2 separate regions of the Zea mays genome follow, and region 2 is linked to region 1. The links are chromatin contacts, called in public Hi-C maps. All regions are on one chromosome and are shown on one strand. Each heading gives the region's core, a stretch centred on a gene start, on an enhancer-like site or on the middle of the called end of the contact. The rest is flanking DNA. Distances are from core to core; before and after follow the strand shown. Region 1 holds the start of LOC100276744. Region 2 holds the start of LOC542337 (acidic ribosomal protein P2a-2).

Evidence for each region. A called contact is a pair of places that touch in the nucleus more often than the background predicts.
Region 2: a Hi-C map of tassel shows a contact between it and region 1, with 6 times the contacts expected there. The contact joins the promoter of LOC542337 here to the promoter of LOC100276744 in region 1. A contact is called at or near these places in 2 of 25 Hi-C or Micro-C datasets (ear and tassel).

Annotation. Positions count from the first base shown.
Region 1 is chr8:74,320,858-74,328,599 of Zm-B73-REFERENCE-NAM-5.0, forward strand. LOC100276744 reads right to left here and starts at 3,680. Exons shown (of 7, transcript NM_001291640.1): 1 at 3,490-3,680; 2 at 2,238-2,280; 3 at 2,060-2,152; 4 at 1,903-1,965; 5 at 1,721-1,816; 6 at 1,542-1,619; 7 at 1,098-1,453. The coding sequence starts at 3,665. The coding sequence ends at 1,367.
Region 2 is chr8:74,616,127-74,623,868 of Zm-B73-REFERENCE-NAM-5.0, forward strand. LOC542337 (acidic ribosomal protein P2a-2) reads left to right here and starts at 4,155. Exons shown (of 4, transcript NM_001111918.1): 1 at 4,155-4,205; 2 at 4,941-5,029; 3 at 5,322-5,545; 4 at 5,743-6,003. The coding sequence starts at 4,942. The coding sequence ends at 5,769. It overlaps LOC109941579 (protein ANTAGONIST OF LIKE HETEROCHROMATIN PROTEIN 1-like), which reads right to left and starts at 1,476. Exons shown (of 2, transcript XM_035961716.1): 1 at 339-1,476; 2 at 1-256. The coding sequence starts at 1,241. The coding sequence ends at 17.

The DNA.
Region 1 (7,742 bases), core at 2,430-4,929:
CGGAGCAGAGTTTCCTATGGTGCCTGAGGCCGGGCCTGACTGCCTGTCAGCCTCACTCTGCCGAGTGGCACAGCAGTCGGAGCGGCGCAGGCGGCGCTGCCCTTCTGTCAGGCTGGTCAGTGGAGCGGCGAAGTGACTGCGGTCACCTCGGCTCTGTCGACTGAAGGGCGCGCGTCAGGATAAAGGTGTCAGGCAACCTTTGCATTAAATGCCCCTGTGATTTGGTCGGTTGGCGTGGCGATCTGGCCAGGGTTGCTTCTTGGCGAAGACTGGGCCTCGGGCGAGCCGGAAGTATGTTCGTCGCTGGAGGGGGGCCTCGGGCGAGACGGGGATCCTCTGAGGTCGGCTGCCCTTGTCCGAGGCTGAGCTCGGGCGAGGCGTGATCGAGTCCCTCGAATGGACCGATCCCTGACTTAGTCGCGCCCATCAGGCCTTTGCAGCTTTGTGCTGATGGGGGTTAACAGCTGAGAATTAGGAGCCTTGAGGGTACCCCTAATTATGGTCCCTGACAAATATATTCTATCATTTTAGATGGCGTAACCAGAGATGTTAGATCTGAGATAAATGATGATGATTTATTAAGTGCACCATGTACACCAAACTTTAATGTACTCTGCGTGCATCAGATACGTTCGGTCATTCGCGGAAGTAACAGAGCAGTACGGAGAAAGTCAGGGTCAAAGTCCAAAGAGATTTGCTCTCTTCACCGATCGAATCACCTGGTCACACTGCCTAGATCATATATAGAGGTCAGATGATAGATAATATACAGCCGATCCCTTGTTCCTTTCGTCTCGCAAGCACGTTATCGAGCTGCCCAAACATCATCCTCGCCTTTCCGGTGCGTGTGAAAACCATTGCATATATTCGTTGCAGCCCAGCGGTCTCTGTTTTGTAACGTAGGAATAACGTTTTTTTTAAAAAAGTTGCCGTAGGTCGCGAGAGTGCATGCAGGAGCTGCTGGCGACACCATAGACTCGACGTCTCGACCAAACAACAGACACGTAAAAGTGAAAAGAGGCAGTGGCCAAAACTCGAAGCACTTTACACAGAAAGGAGAGGACATCAAGAAAGAACCGCGCCGTAACTCGCTGCAGATGAAGGCGCAAGATGTGCAGCGCCGTCTTCCTCTTACCAAACCAGGCAAGCAGCAGGCGTACAACAGAAAAGTATTCCACAGATATGCATGCTTGGCCATCTGGTGCTATGGGCGCCGTGAGAGGTCTTCCTGTACAATACTAGCGTGTCCGACAGTGCCAAACATCTCCAGAAAGCCAGGGCATATTCTACACACCAACATGTCTCTCAGCTTTTTCAAGCCACCTGCTAGTCTGCACCTGATCGATTTACACCAATCATCACTACATCAGTAAGCAATCCCACCCGAGAACGCGTCTCCATCGTTTATTAAGCTCTCTGTCAGCCAGTAACCATCCCATGATCCTCCGACCCTCTGCAACAGGCAACAAGACTAAAACCACCGGACGGCCCAAATGACGGCAAGTTAAAAAAAACACGCTGGCATAGTGACAGGCAGGTACCTGAACCATTGTGAATTGAAATATCTCTTCTTCCTCGGGACGGGCTCCTTGTATCCAAACTCTTTGCTTGAACTGGTTCTGTTCAACATGATTCGATGCAGGGTAACATAAATCCAACACTCAGAGAATGTATGCATGTATGGATTATGCTAGCTTTCATCTGTTTCGCCTTGTAATACCTCTTCAACCCATAAACTGCTCAATATTCTTCTCTCTCTGTGGCCCAGCAGCACTCTGTAGGTTGAGTGGTGAAACAGACGCCGGAAGCGCTCGAACTGGAACAGTATTTGGTGGCAGTCAGTAGGTAACACGCTATGGCTGCCAGTATAAATAAGCCAGAAGGAGCAGGTTTTCAGGTTACCTGTCCTAGATCAAACTGTCGTCCAAAGTAAGTTGACCTCTCGAAGGGGTCAAAGCCTGCAAACTAATAAGAAAACACGACTTGTCAGCCTCATCAAAGTTGAGTTTCATCAGCACCAGGCCCGATGAACGAACAGTTTTCATGCTTGTATAGTTACCCGGTACATGACCTCTATCCCATAATCTGGGCGGGGCAGATCATTGTACTTTAAGGACTCAAGCTGGTATTCGACTGCTTCTTCTGCACTAAACTGAAAGATAGAACCGCTTTAGATGCCCAATGCTGAGATTCAAATATTTATGCGTGTTTGCAATCGTTTTCTGACAGGGCATTACATTCAACCTGGGACCGAAGGGCTTTCTCTTGCGGGTTTCAAGCCTGAGGCAAACAACAGCAAGTTCCAGTCAGTATTGCAAGCCCATCAACTGCAGGATTAACTCATGTTCATGTACTATGTCAGACTTAATTATTAAATCTGGTATGTTAGGCCATAGTATCATGGCCGACACAATTTCACAAGTTTACAAAATAACTGCAGTTATAGTTTACAAAATCTTGAAGGATATATGCAAGTAATAAAAGTGATTCAGCCCGTCTGCCTCATGTTAAAGCCCCTATATCTATATGTGCTGTGCAGATACTTTACCGAACATAAGCTACTAATGTATGCTCAGGCAACCTAATCTTCAGAAGAGTCAAGCCCAATAAAAACAGGCATCCCTCACCTGGGATACTCACAGCTCCAGAAATCTGTGGCTAATGTTGGAAAACGAAATTGCAGAAGGAAAAAGGCACTCCTGACCCAGTATTTATCCATTCCTATCTGCTTTCATACTGATCTTTAGCATATCCAATTGGAATGTATGGTCTAGGTAACCAACTTAAACAAACACAGAAGCCCTGAAGTGAACAAATTATTACCACAATGTTTTGTAATATGCGGCATCCAGATAGCTGTAGCCATGTGACAGTTTTGGTAGGCAAAAGGTGGGTTGGAGAAATGAATGGTATGGTATCTTTCTACAGAAAACCAAATTGAGGCTCGGATGTCTAAAATGGGAGCAGAATCACTTTTCTGTTTGATTTATTGAATCCATTTTATCGGTTAATAGACTTAGTCGAGTCCAGAGGAACTTATTTCCAGTACATACTTTCATTGCCAATGATAACATCCTGTCAATACAATGTTTAGTCAGGAACACAGATTTCAGCTGATGTATATACCTGAAAAATTTGTGTGTGTGTGTTTTGCGCTCGGGTTTTGTTCCAATAGCGGACTGTTTGGATCACGGTAACCAACCCAAATAATATTGTCATGGAATTTTGTTCCATTCTAAATTTCTAATGAATATATTTACTTTATTGCTGGGGAAAAAAAGGTGGTGTAGTGTAGTAGTCACAAAAATGAGTTAGAGAACACACTAAAAACCAAAACCAGAGGCCCCATCAGCTAGCTATTCGTGTCTGCCCTGATTACTCAACCTAATCATACTAAATCCCATAACGTATACTCAACCTAGCTGACTTTTCATACGTGCAGAGCAAGACGCAGCAGGGGCAAGGGAAGTCGAAACGGCGGGTACTGACCAATTGGACGAGAGGAAGTCCGGCACGTCCGACGAGGCGGCGGAGGCGGAGACCTTGAGGCGCGCCGCCGCCGCGGGGATCGCGGGCCTGCGTGTCCTCCAGCAGCAGCAGCCGCCGCGTGTTGGCGCCGGCGGGAGCGCGATCAGCTTCGCGGTCGTAGCAGCTGACGACGCCATTGTTGGCTTGTCGGTTTGTCGCACCACGCAACCTGAGATACTTCGTTTCCGCCTCCACTTTATTCAGGACCGGAAGATTAATTCAGACCAGTTATTTTTGCTAGACGTCTTTGGGCTTAGGCCGAGCCGGGCTTCCGCTAAGTCGGGCTGGATAAGGACCTCAGTAAGATAGAGGCCCATCAAGATTGATGGAAGCCCATAATGTAGCCAGTTAACTTGTGAACACGGAGGGGGACGTCAGCTCCTTGTATTTAGCCGTCCTAAAACTATAGATTAGGATCTCTTCAAAACAGCCCGTACTTAAAGCAACTCTAAAAGATTAGTTAAAAAGTTAGTTAAATTTATAGATTTAGCTACTCTCTAAAATTGATTTTACAGAAAAAGTGTAGGTTCATCCAACAAGCTCGTTAAATCTATAGATTGAATGAAGAGTGAAGCAGTCTATCCAAAAATAAAGAGCAAAGTTGGAAGAGCCATTTATGGTGTGTTTGGTTAGCGGGTTGAAGCGGGTTGGAACAGATTCAACCCACAACAACTCGTGTTTGGTTCAAAAGGTTCGCAGGTTAGGTTGATTCTAGGTCGAAATACTTATTGTAAATATGAGTTCTAGTGATTGCTCAAAAACAAGTGAACCATTTCGACCCACTTTCTCTCCACCCTCTCGTCACCCATGCCTTATCCACTCGAGACCAGCACAGGAGTGCGCTGCCATTGCCGACCTGCTGGGACGAGAGACCCCGCCGGCCTACCTTCCGACGTTAATCCCCACCTGCCTCCCGTCGTCAGTCCCCCGCTGGCCTACCCTCCGAAGCTGGCGTGTTCGCTAGTAGGCACAACTTGCGAGCCTTGCTAGTGCTGTCGCCGAACAGGTAAATGTCAGTGTTCGTCACCGCCTAGACAAGCCTGCTAGTGATGGCAAATGTTACAAATTCACTGAAATACATCTTTATGTTGTTGCGATGTCTTTAATTATGACTAAAATATAATAGTGAGATCTCGTCACTAAAAATTTACGACTTACCCATTTATTTATATCTTATGCTTATGGATTCCTCAAATATTAAAATAGTGTCAGTTTCATGTATTTTGAATGATGTCATCTTATTGAATTGAAGATATCATCCTGAATGTGGTAATATGACCAGAAAGATGACCATATTCATTTTATCCTTCATCACGAAGCAAACAAGAGATGTTGCATCTCTAACTCACTTTAACCCTATAATCAAACAAGAAACTAGATCCAACTTGTCACTGAAATCAAATAAGGAACGGATCCGATCCAACCCAGAAAAATGGGTCGACTCCGATCCGACCCACATCGTTCCGAAACCAAACACATGCTTACAAATCTATTGGATATATTTTTCTTTTAATATTAGTCAAATTTATCTAATAAAACCATATACCTAGTCTCTTGTTAAAAATTATATATATCTCCAACAAATTATTATTGGTTACCCTATAAATCCTACTCCGTGCCATACGGAGTATGACAGGAAGTAACAAATTTCGTGCGGCCAACTACCTCTTTCGTATCTCGTCGGTCGCACAGCACCCAACCCGCAACGAGCCAACGAAGCTCCGCTCCGGTCAAGAACTGAATAGTTGACGAAATCTTCAGCTCCAGTGCGCCGTATCTAGGGGTGAAAACGGATCAAATACGCATGGATACAAATTCGAATGTTACAGTTATTTTAGCCCGAATTCGAATATCTTTAAATATAAATACAAAACGGATAGTCGAGTTCTAATTCTTATTCGGATATTTACTCAATTCAACTTAAACAACATACCCAAAAATTTAACACATGTACATGTGAATTTTTATTTAATTATAAGTTTATAGGTAGTCAATAGATAGTCAAAACAAATTTAAATTAAAATAGATTTCTTGTAATCCTTCATATCCAAGTCAACAAAACTATATAAATAATACTTTTAAACTATTAAATCATGTAACAAAAGATAAACAACAACACGTGATATTTAATAAGTGACATTTGTATAAATACAAGTAAACTAAAATTAATATAAAATAGTAAATGTACCAAGAAAAACAAATTTTCTATTCTAAAATGAATGAATGTCCTATATAAATGTGTGTACCAAAACTTAAATGAAAACATGAATAAATTTATCTATATATTGTAAATTGAAGAGTTATAATTGAACGTTTATGGAACCTCGTTGAGATGTGTTCGCTATATAGATAAAGTGGAGAGTTATAATTGAATGTTTATGAAATCTATTAAATTTTATTGTTGAATATCATTAAAAATATAAGGTTGATATATTTATTTATTTATCATATAAATATTTTTTAACATTTTAAATGATATATATCATTTTTCTAGTGTATTATTAAATTTAAAATCATTTTTAATTAGTAATTAGTGATAAAGTTAAGTTTTAAATGGTTTTATGGAACATATTTTTTACGGATACAGATAGTATCGGATGTTTCATGGTTTTTTTCGAATACGAATATGGAATCGGATAGAGAAAAGTAATATAAATCGAATTCAGATACGTCAACTTGACATCCATATTGAAATCGAATGCGGATACGGATATCCATATTAGCAGTTTTAGCAAATATGAATACGGATAATTCGGATTTCTAAACATCCATTTTCAGCCCTAACCGTATTGATTCTTTGGAAGGCCATATTGATTCTTTGGAAGGCATTGGTCTCTCACCTACATCCAGCCAAATGGTAACGATGTGGTAATTCTTTTTTTACATTGAGTTCAATACTTGATTGAATCTTCGTACGCGGCTCGCGATGGGTGATGCGTGGCCGGGATGCCGGCGTGACTGAGGCCGTCTTGAGTAGTCTATCCAAAGTTTATCTAAGAATACTATTTTACACTGTATATTGTACTGTTAGCAGAGTAGAGTTTGAATATAGATATGAGTATGGATAAACTATTGGAGATAGCCTGAGTAGCGAAGATTTGCATCAGGAAGGTTATGTTTTTGGGGCACCGAAAATTTGGGACTATAGATGAGAACATGTTGGATGTGAGTTTTTTCTTCAAAACAAAGTTATAGATGCACTTATTGGGAGCTATTGAAGATGTTCTTACCCTCTCGCTTTCCACCTGCTTGCTTTATCCACTCGCTTTCGTCCCAAGCGGCTTCAACTTGGAGTGGCGAAGCTAAAGTAAAATTAAGGATAGTTTATGTGCATCTATAGAATTTACATATTTTGGTGCATTTGCATCCACTAAAAAGAACCATTCGCCCTTGCTAGCTTGGACACGCACTCAGACGGCCAAACCTCTCCAAAACCCCGCGGTCGTGGCTACCAGCGCCATGCGCGCCTCTTCCTCCTCCGCTTTAAGAGATGTCGCCACTGGGCACTAAGCCTGCACTCAATCCAGTCCTCCTCCCACTCGCCTCCCATGCCTTGTCGCGCGCCCTCCCACCAATCCGTCTCCACGCAGAGAAGCGCCTACGCCGTCTCAGCGGAGGCATCCACCTCCACGGTCTCAAGTGCGGAGCTGCGAGAGCTCTGCTCCCATGGATAGCTCGCGTAGGCGCTCTGGCTTCTCGAGTCCTCGGCGGAGCCACCCGACGAGGATGCCTACGTGATGTTGTTCTGCCTCAGCGAGTGGCACCGCGCGGTGGAGCCGAAGCTGCGAGCGTGCGCACATACGGACGACCGACACACGTGGTTCAGGGTCCGCCTCGGGAACGCCATGCTCCGCATGCTCGTTAGGTTTGGGGACACGTGGCACACGTGGAGGGTTTTTGCCAAGATGCCCGAGCATGCTGTCTTCTCCTCGAACGTCATGTTGGGTGGGTACGGGAAGGCTGGATTCCTAGAACAAGCGCTAGATTTGTACCGTAGGATGATGTGGGTAGGCTTGAGGCTGGACGTGTACATGTTTCCCTACGTGCTACAGAGATGTGGGGGTGTCCCAAACTGGATGACAAGGAGGAAGGTGCATGCTCATGTCCTTCGGTTTGGGTTTAGAGAGGTCGATGTCCTAAATGCACTCATGACCATGTACGCGAAATGTGAGGACGTTGTGTATGCGCACAAGGTGTTTGAAAATATGGTCATA
Region 2 (7,742 bases), core at 2,905-5,404, 300 kb after region 1:
AAACAGAAGCATACAACTATGAGCTTTGACCACGCCTCGCTTGATAATCAACAAACATTTCACTAGCTTTGGTGTCTCTAAAATTACCCCACTCATTAGTTGATTGAACATGCGTAATCAGACTCATTTCTCCTTGATTTTCAGCAGGAGCAGCAGAGATGAGACTATCAACTTCATGTATTAGAATATCGTCCATATCTCTTTGTCTATCTCTTAAAAAATTATGCAATATGCAGCAAGCATGGATGATCCTAATCTACATAGAATAATATGGCTAAGTCAATACACAATTTTAAAACTAACGATTGAATTTTAATTGAATACCTACTATGTTATACCTGGTTTTCTAAATCAAAATATGAGCTGGTCCTCAAGATTGCCCATCTCATCTTCAATAGCCCAAAAGTTCTCTCTATCACATTCCTAGCCGTTGCATGGCGTAGGTTGAATAACTCTCTCGCAGTAGATGGATTGTTGCCTTGAATAGCCCATTCATTCAAGTGGTACCGTGTAGATCGGTACGGGGCAAGAAATCCCGGACCATTTGTATATCCATCATCCACTAGATAGAATTTACCACTAGGAACAACAAATGAGTCCTCCCGTGACATGGCATCACGTAGTATGCGTGAATCCGAAGCCGACCCTTCCCATCCAGCCAAGACATACAAAAACTTCATTTGTCGATCACAAACCCCTAATACATTAGTGGTGATTCGTTGCTTCCTATTTCTATACCTACCTTGGTCATTCAATGGAACATTCACATCGATATGTGTGCCATCTAGTGCACCTAGACAATCCTCAAACCATTTCCACTTTGGATCCTCAGGTAGAGTGGTTTCTGGATTAGGAAGCTTGATGAACTCATGACTTAAAAATAGAATCCCTCTAAGCACTTCGTTGAAGTGTCGACTGATTGGTTCAAGGGACCACCCATAAGTGCTACGGATCAACCTCATTTTGGTGTTATGACCTACTATAAGCAGAAAAATTGCAAGCTTTTCTTCTACCGACACATTTAAGGTATCCTGTAGGCCACTCTTTTCCCGTAAGATGGCACTCAAGTCACTAAAAGATCTCTTAGTTAGGCGCAAACTGTCATAGCAATAGACATTTGAACCCTGGTACATATTACGTAGCATTTGTTTTCTAGACTCGACATTTCTCTCTTGAACTTCGTTAGCATCTACGATGTGTCTAGGTCTCCTCCATTGATACCGGTTTGCAATAATAGCCATAATAGACACAGCTAATACAACAACTCTCTTTCGCTTCTTTCTCTTCCTTTTAATTTCCTCCTCGTTAGTATATTGAGTTGATATCTAGAACAAGTAATTTATATGCAATTAGACATGCTAGTTGAAAGCAAAATGCTCTACTCAAGAATAAAAACACTACTAGTAGGAGCACAAGGTGGAATAGGAGAAGTACCGATGTAGCCATGGAGATTGAAAGATTTGTTCGAGGTAGCTAGATGAAACTTGAGACGGCAAATCCCAAAACAGCGAGTTGTTTTAACACTCCTGCAAATGATTTGTTGGAGGTAGTTAGACGAGACTGCAAAAAAACTTTGTTGGAAACATCACTTAACACACAAAAGAAGAAAAAGTAGATTCCTGAACAGCAGTAGCACATCTCTGTTGATCACATAGGTTTCAAGTGAGGGAGTTCAGAAGATATCAGAACAACAGACAAGTAAAAAATCCATTTGTCTTTTCCTTCCCTTCCTATTTCCATTTGTCTTTTCAAGCAGGCGCCCTTAAAAATGGACAGGAACCAAATATCCACACAGATTATTTATGCCCTCGGACAAAGCTACATTACAGTCTCCCCGATCGAAGCAAACTAATGGAACAAATGCTAGTAAATGACAGCCTGCAAGCTAAGGTACGAACTATGTCTGCACGATTATAACTATCAATAGTGGATTTAATTCTATGTATGAAGTGGTAACTATATCCTCCCCTGCATGATTGACCAACCAATAATTGATTACAAGGACCAGCCAAACAGCCCTCGCAGTCAGTTCCAGTTCATAGGCAGTTCAGACTTCAGACTACCTCTGATCTGCTAATGCCTTCCCGTCATAAGAGTTCAGAGCAACGTAATAATGTACCCTTAAGACTGATGGTGAAGAATAACAAGAACATGTTATCAAGAAGCACTTTTTATGTTTGACGACACCCGTAAAACAACACGTTGCGCCGGAGAAAGTCGGCATTGACCATCAACGGATTACCAATGCGCCTGCCTAGTTGCTAAATTTCTGATGCTGCTGCTACTAGGAGTAGGACATGCATGCAACTCATGATGGATGTACACGTATTCCGGTCGTGTACCTACGACCTACGTAGGAGTACGATCTAGCATGCTCTGGAGCAAGAATTGGTTGGTGAGGAATAAACACTAGTACCTACCAAGGCAGCAAGAGGACCAGGAATGATATGATATACGGACCGTGTGTGTGTGACCTGTGATGTGATGTCATAGGGGGTCGGCATTCGCATACACCAGCGCTACAAAGGCGCGAAACGATCCAATTCATTCCCGCTACAGAGATGAAACGATTACCCCCTATCCTTGCTCGGAATTAATCACGCGGCAAAATATTTTCAGATGCGACGGCGAAGATTTTCAGGGGAGAATGGATCAGCAGAGAACTCACCCAAAGAACAGGGGAAACAGAGTCGGGCGAGGCTGCGATGGCTGCCTCCGTGTGACTTGGAGTGGAGCGGCGGATTGGAGCAGAGCGATGCCGCGAGCAGGGAGCGAGGCGGCGTGAGCGGCGAGCGATGCTGCGAGCGGAGCGGGACGGCTAACCCTAGCCACTTTCTGACGCTTTCCGATGGGTGATGGTCTGAAATGAGACAAGCCCAAATTTTCAGGGATGGGAAATGGGCTGAAATGGCCAATTCAATTCTAAGGGGATTTAAACAGGCCGAGACATGGAATTTAATTCAATTTGGACCAATTCTAGGGAACCAAACGGGCTGTAATTACCAAGCAAATCTGACTAATTAATACAGAAATTTGCAAGATCAAATCCATGAAACGAACAAACTCTGCATTCAGAACTGTGCTCTTGCCTGAATAGCCACTCTGTTGCACACTATTTTGCTTCTTGGGCGATTGATTTGTTGCACTTTGAGCTATGGTGTCTTCAGTTTGTGAAAAGGAAATAAAGCTTTACCAAGAAATATAGACACATGCATTCTGGTTATACACACGCTTCTATGTTGCCTATCAAAACTTTAATAATCAGATATTTTCATATTTGGAAATGAAGCTAGTCAGAGCTGAACCAAAACATTTTATCTGCATTTTTTCTGACCCTAATAAAAAACCATTTACAATTGCTGCACAAGAAATCATGCAAAACCAAATCAACTTGACCCTCGGCATGTGATTGTTGTGAATCATCTCCGATGCTATGAGAACAATACACAGGAGATAATTACCTTTTTTCGCTGTTAGGAGATAATTTTCTTTTTTGTCCGAGGAGCAATACAGCATGGAGCCAAACACACAACACAATACTCCCGCATATTTTCTATTAGTTGTCGTTTTAGTTAAGATTTAAATTAAATTTATAAAATTTGACTACAAATAACTATTTATTATGTAGTTCTAAAATATAATATTTGTATACACCGATTTATCTTAATAAATACTTTATAAAATTTAAAATATATTATGAGTTTATTTATATTTAAAAAAATATTGATCAAAATTATATTTTAGATACCGTGTCTCTATTATAAATATAACTAATGCTAGTCTTGTCCAGACAGTAGCTGGTCGGCATCTGTGACATCCTCGGATTCCGGACTTTGCCGCCCGGCGCTTCGCGGAGGCCGCTGAGGTAGCTCATGAAAACGGTAGTTTTTGGCCCGGACGGCCGGCCTAATGGGCTGCAGATCGGGTCTAGCCCAAATAACATGCGATGTCTGGACCGGCCAGTGAAGACAATATGCCCCACTGAAGCCCAGAAGCTACCTAAACTCCCAGCCGTCTCCTCCGCATGCGAAAACCCTAGCAGCTCCGCAGTCCCTCTCCTCTCGAGGTGGCGGCGCTCCCTCCTGTTTTCCTCTTCTTCTTCCTGTACTATATAGCCTCCCCTCGCAAATCGTCACTGACGAGTGATGTCATTCCGCTTGCTTGATTGTTCCAGATATTCGCAGTTGACCGGGTCCTCGGAGCACGTAAGTTCCGAATCTTCGCTTCTTCTTGTGATAGTGTTTCGAGTTGCCTCATGTTTACCTTGAGTCGTCTTCCGGCTCGCCACATGGTCAAGGCGCGTCGCCGTCGATGCCCGCTTGATTCCACCGTCAGCCAGATTTTTCTGGCTCGATTGTACCTGCGACGTAGTGTGGAGATGAGACGCGGAGGTGGCGCCGGATGCTAGGGAACGGGAACTAGATACGGTCCCTGCTACTGTGGTGGATGCGCTGGTTTCTCATATTGGGATTTAAATGAATCCTTGATCTATTTATAACATGCCTTGACCGCTTGTTGACTTATATCTCTAGTTGAGGAGGGCCTTGTTAAGATTTGCTCTGGTCCATGAGCGTGCATGTTTACTTGTTGTGGTCTGTAGTACGCATTCACCAAGTAAATTTGGTGTTTTCACCGTAGATACTGGTCTCTATGCTCTTCTGTTTGGTTGTCCGTTAAGCCTGTTGGTATTTTTTCTGGTGCTTCAGTATGTCCTGCTGTCTGACACCTTCAACATAACTGTTGTTATCATACATTAGTGCTTGAGCATTTCTTTGGATTCTAGCAGACAATAGATTCAAGGTACTCTGGTAATTTGATTTTTAGGTTGATTTGCTTTAGTTCCTTGGGTCAGTTGCTTTACCATTTTATTACCTGACCTCACTGTCATGTAGCTAAAGAGTTGAAGTAACTGATACGATGATTTTTGATGGCTTGAGCAGGATGAAGTTTGTTGCTGCCTACTTGCTTGCTGTCCTCGCTGGGAACGCCAGCCCCTCCGCTGAGGATTTGACTGCCATTCTGGAGTCAGGTAATTTCATTTAACTGTCATTCCAATGGATAACTCTTGTTACTATTAACTCTGCTTTGGTTTATGGAAAAGACACAATTCTGACAATAGCATTACCTGCTTCTTGAAAGTAGGGTTTTTATGTTTAACTAGAAGTTAACAATTATTTAGCACAATTGGTTTGATTGGTATTCATCACAATAGTGGTCCTGTATTCACTGATTTAGTGTTCTGCTCTTCTGGTTGTACTTGGCCGCATGGCTCATGTAGCAAAAGCATCTAATGCAATCATTCTTACTTGTTCATGTTGCAGTTGGCTGTGAAGTTGACAATGAAAGGATGGAACTCCTGCTGTCCCAACTGAGCGGTAAGGACATCACCGAGCTCATTGCCGCGGGCAGGGAGAAGTTTGCTTCAGTCCCATGTGGTGGCGGTGGTGTCGCTGTTGCGGCAGCTTCACCTGCTGCTGGCGGAGCTGCTCCTACAGCTGAGGCAAAGAAAGAAGAGAAGGTGGAAGAGAAGGAAGAAAGCGATGATGTAAGATCGTTGTTCTCCAATTCTGGCTGCACATTTTTCCCTATCAGAGCAGCAGTAATAAATTACTCTGTTCTGGTATTATGAATATACTACTTTCAATTCATCTTGATATCATGGCCACCGATTCTTTTATACTGTTGTTTCCTTTGCTGTCGACACATCCAGAGATTTTATCATGTTAATTATCTTTTATGCAGGATATGGGCTTCAGCCTCTTCGACTAGGCTGCACAGTCATCACAGTATTGTTTCGGGCAGTGAAACCAGAGGAAAACCAGAGTCATGTTTAGATTTTAACCTTGTTTTATGTTGGAAAGTACTGCTACTTGTCTTTATATTTGGTAATTCAGCCGTAGGTTGCTATGCTGGTTGGGATTTACTCGTGAACCAGAGTTTTTCTATCTTATATCCTGAATTTGTTATCCCAAAGTTTCCTGGCTTTTTAACTATTTTGTTGTTACATGTTGATATTGCTTTGTTCATCCTTATTCACCTACTATAGCTATTTGCAATCACAAAATCACTTGATGGCGGTGAGCCTAGAGTTATCAAGCTGATATTAATGCTTCGTAAGATCTTGTGGTACCTTTTATTTTAAACAATTTTACATTATGGTCAAATTCTATAAGTATATGAAATTATGTATAGATACTAGGTCGGCCGTGGCATACCTCGCCACGTCCTCGTCCAGGAGCGCGCCTACCTCCTCCGTTCACGGATCTGGATCTGAAGGAGGCCAAGGAGCTCGTAGAGAAGGCGTCCGCCGTGTTGAAGGATGGAGTTGAAGGATGGAGTTTGGAAGGAAGTGGTAGAGAGTATTGCCGAGAAGATGTGGGCGGTCGGCACGAGATTGTTCTCGAGTGAGACGATGAGAGAAATTCCATGGGAGGGAGGAGCTTCATGGGCGACGCTACGCACAAGCTGGGGCCGGACGGTGGGCGTTTAGCTGGAGGTGATGGAGCATCTGGAAACTTCTCGTTGCGTAGCGGATTGGAGAGCTGCACGGGACCGTCGAAGCGCGATCGAACGGCTGCAAGCGCGATCGAACGGCTGCACAACCAAAGGATGACGTGGCTTACTGAGGAGCGAGCTTTGTGTACGCGTTTGTTATATAGAAATGTGTTTTATATTTTATTTTTATACATATATTCCAAATTTTAAGACTTGGCTGCCAAAATATTAATATCCATTTAATTTCCAGCCTCTCGGTTTATTGGAACACAAGATTTTCAGAAATTAGGAATAGGAAAAACACAAGTGTTATTTACAACGCAGAAAGGTCATAAAACATATTTGGATCACGCTCAAATTTAAGGGACAAAGCCCGGTGTATTTCATACATGCGCTAAAGAAGACAACATATATAATAACAGAGTGTATATAGATAAATGTCACAATAACATCAGAGTATTTATTACATAGCGGAAGTCTTACAAAATAAATGATAAATATAAAACGAACTAAAGATCATCCTTGGCGCCATAAAGTTAACTCGCCACCTAGATCAAATCATTACTTTCGGGTATTTATTAGCTAAACAGATTAATGTTTTACTTACCAAAGCTAATTCATTAGCTTATGGTAGTATATGCTAAGATGTCCATTTATAATATTTCAATCAATCAAAGAAAGCAAACCAGTCATTTATCATCAGAACAATCAACAAACATTTTTAAATAAAAAAATAGTTTTAATTTTGTCTTAGGTTCCCTATCTCTTAAGAATGTCATAAATGTAGAATTCTAAGGTGTGAAATCCATCTTGTCTTAGAGTGGAAAAGATAAGAGTAATCAGAGTATGACAACAAAAGGTGAGACATGATCAAGATAAGTATAGAATGAATTATAGTAAGGTAAGTAGGTAAGAGTTTTATCCATTTCTATCTAGGTTTCGTCCTACAGTTAACATTTCCTTTAATAACACTTCTGTCACACCCGGATTTAAGTGACAGAGCCGGGTGCATCTCATACATACGCCAAAAAATATATAATAACAGAGTGTATAGAGATAAATGTCACAATAACATCAGAGTATTTATTACATAACAAAAGTCTTACAAAATAAATGATAAATATAAACCGAACTAAGGATCATCCTTGGCGCCACAAAGTCAACTGGGAGACGCCACCTAGATCAGATCAAACTCCTCGTTGTGTGGCTCCTCCTGAACCACCTGTTCTTCTCCTGTGGGGGAGTGT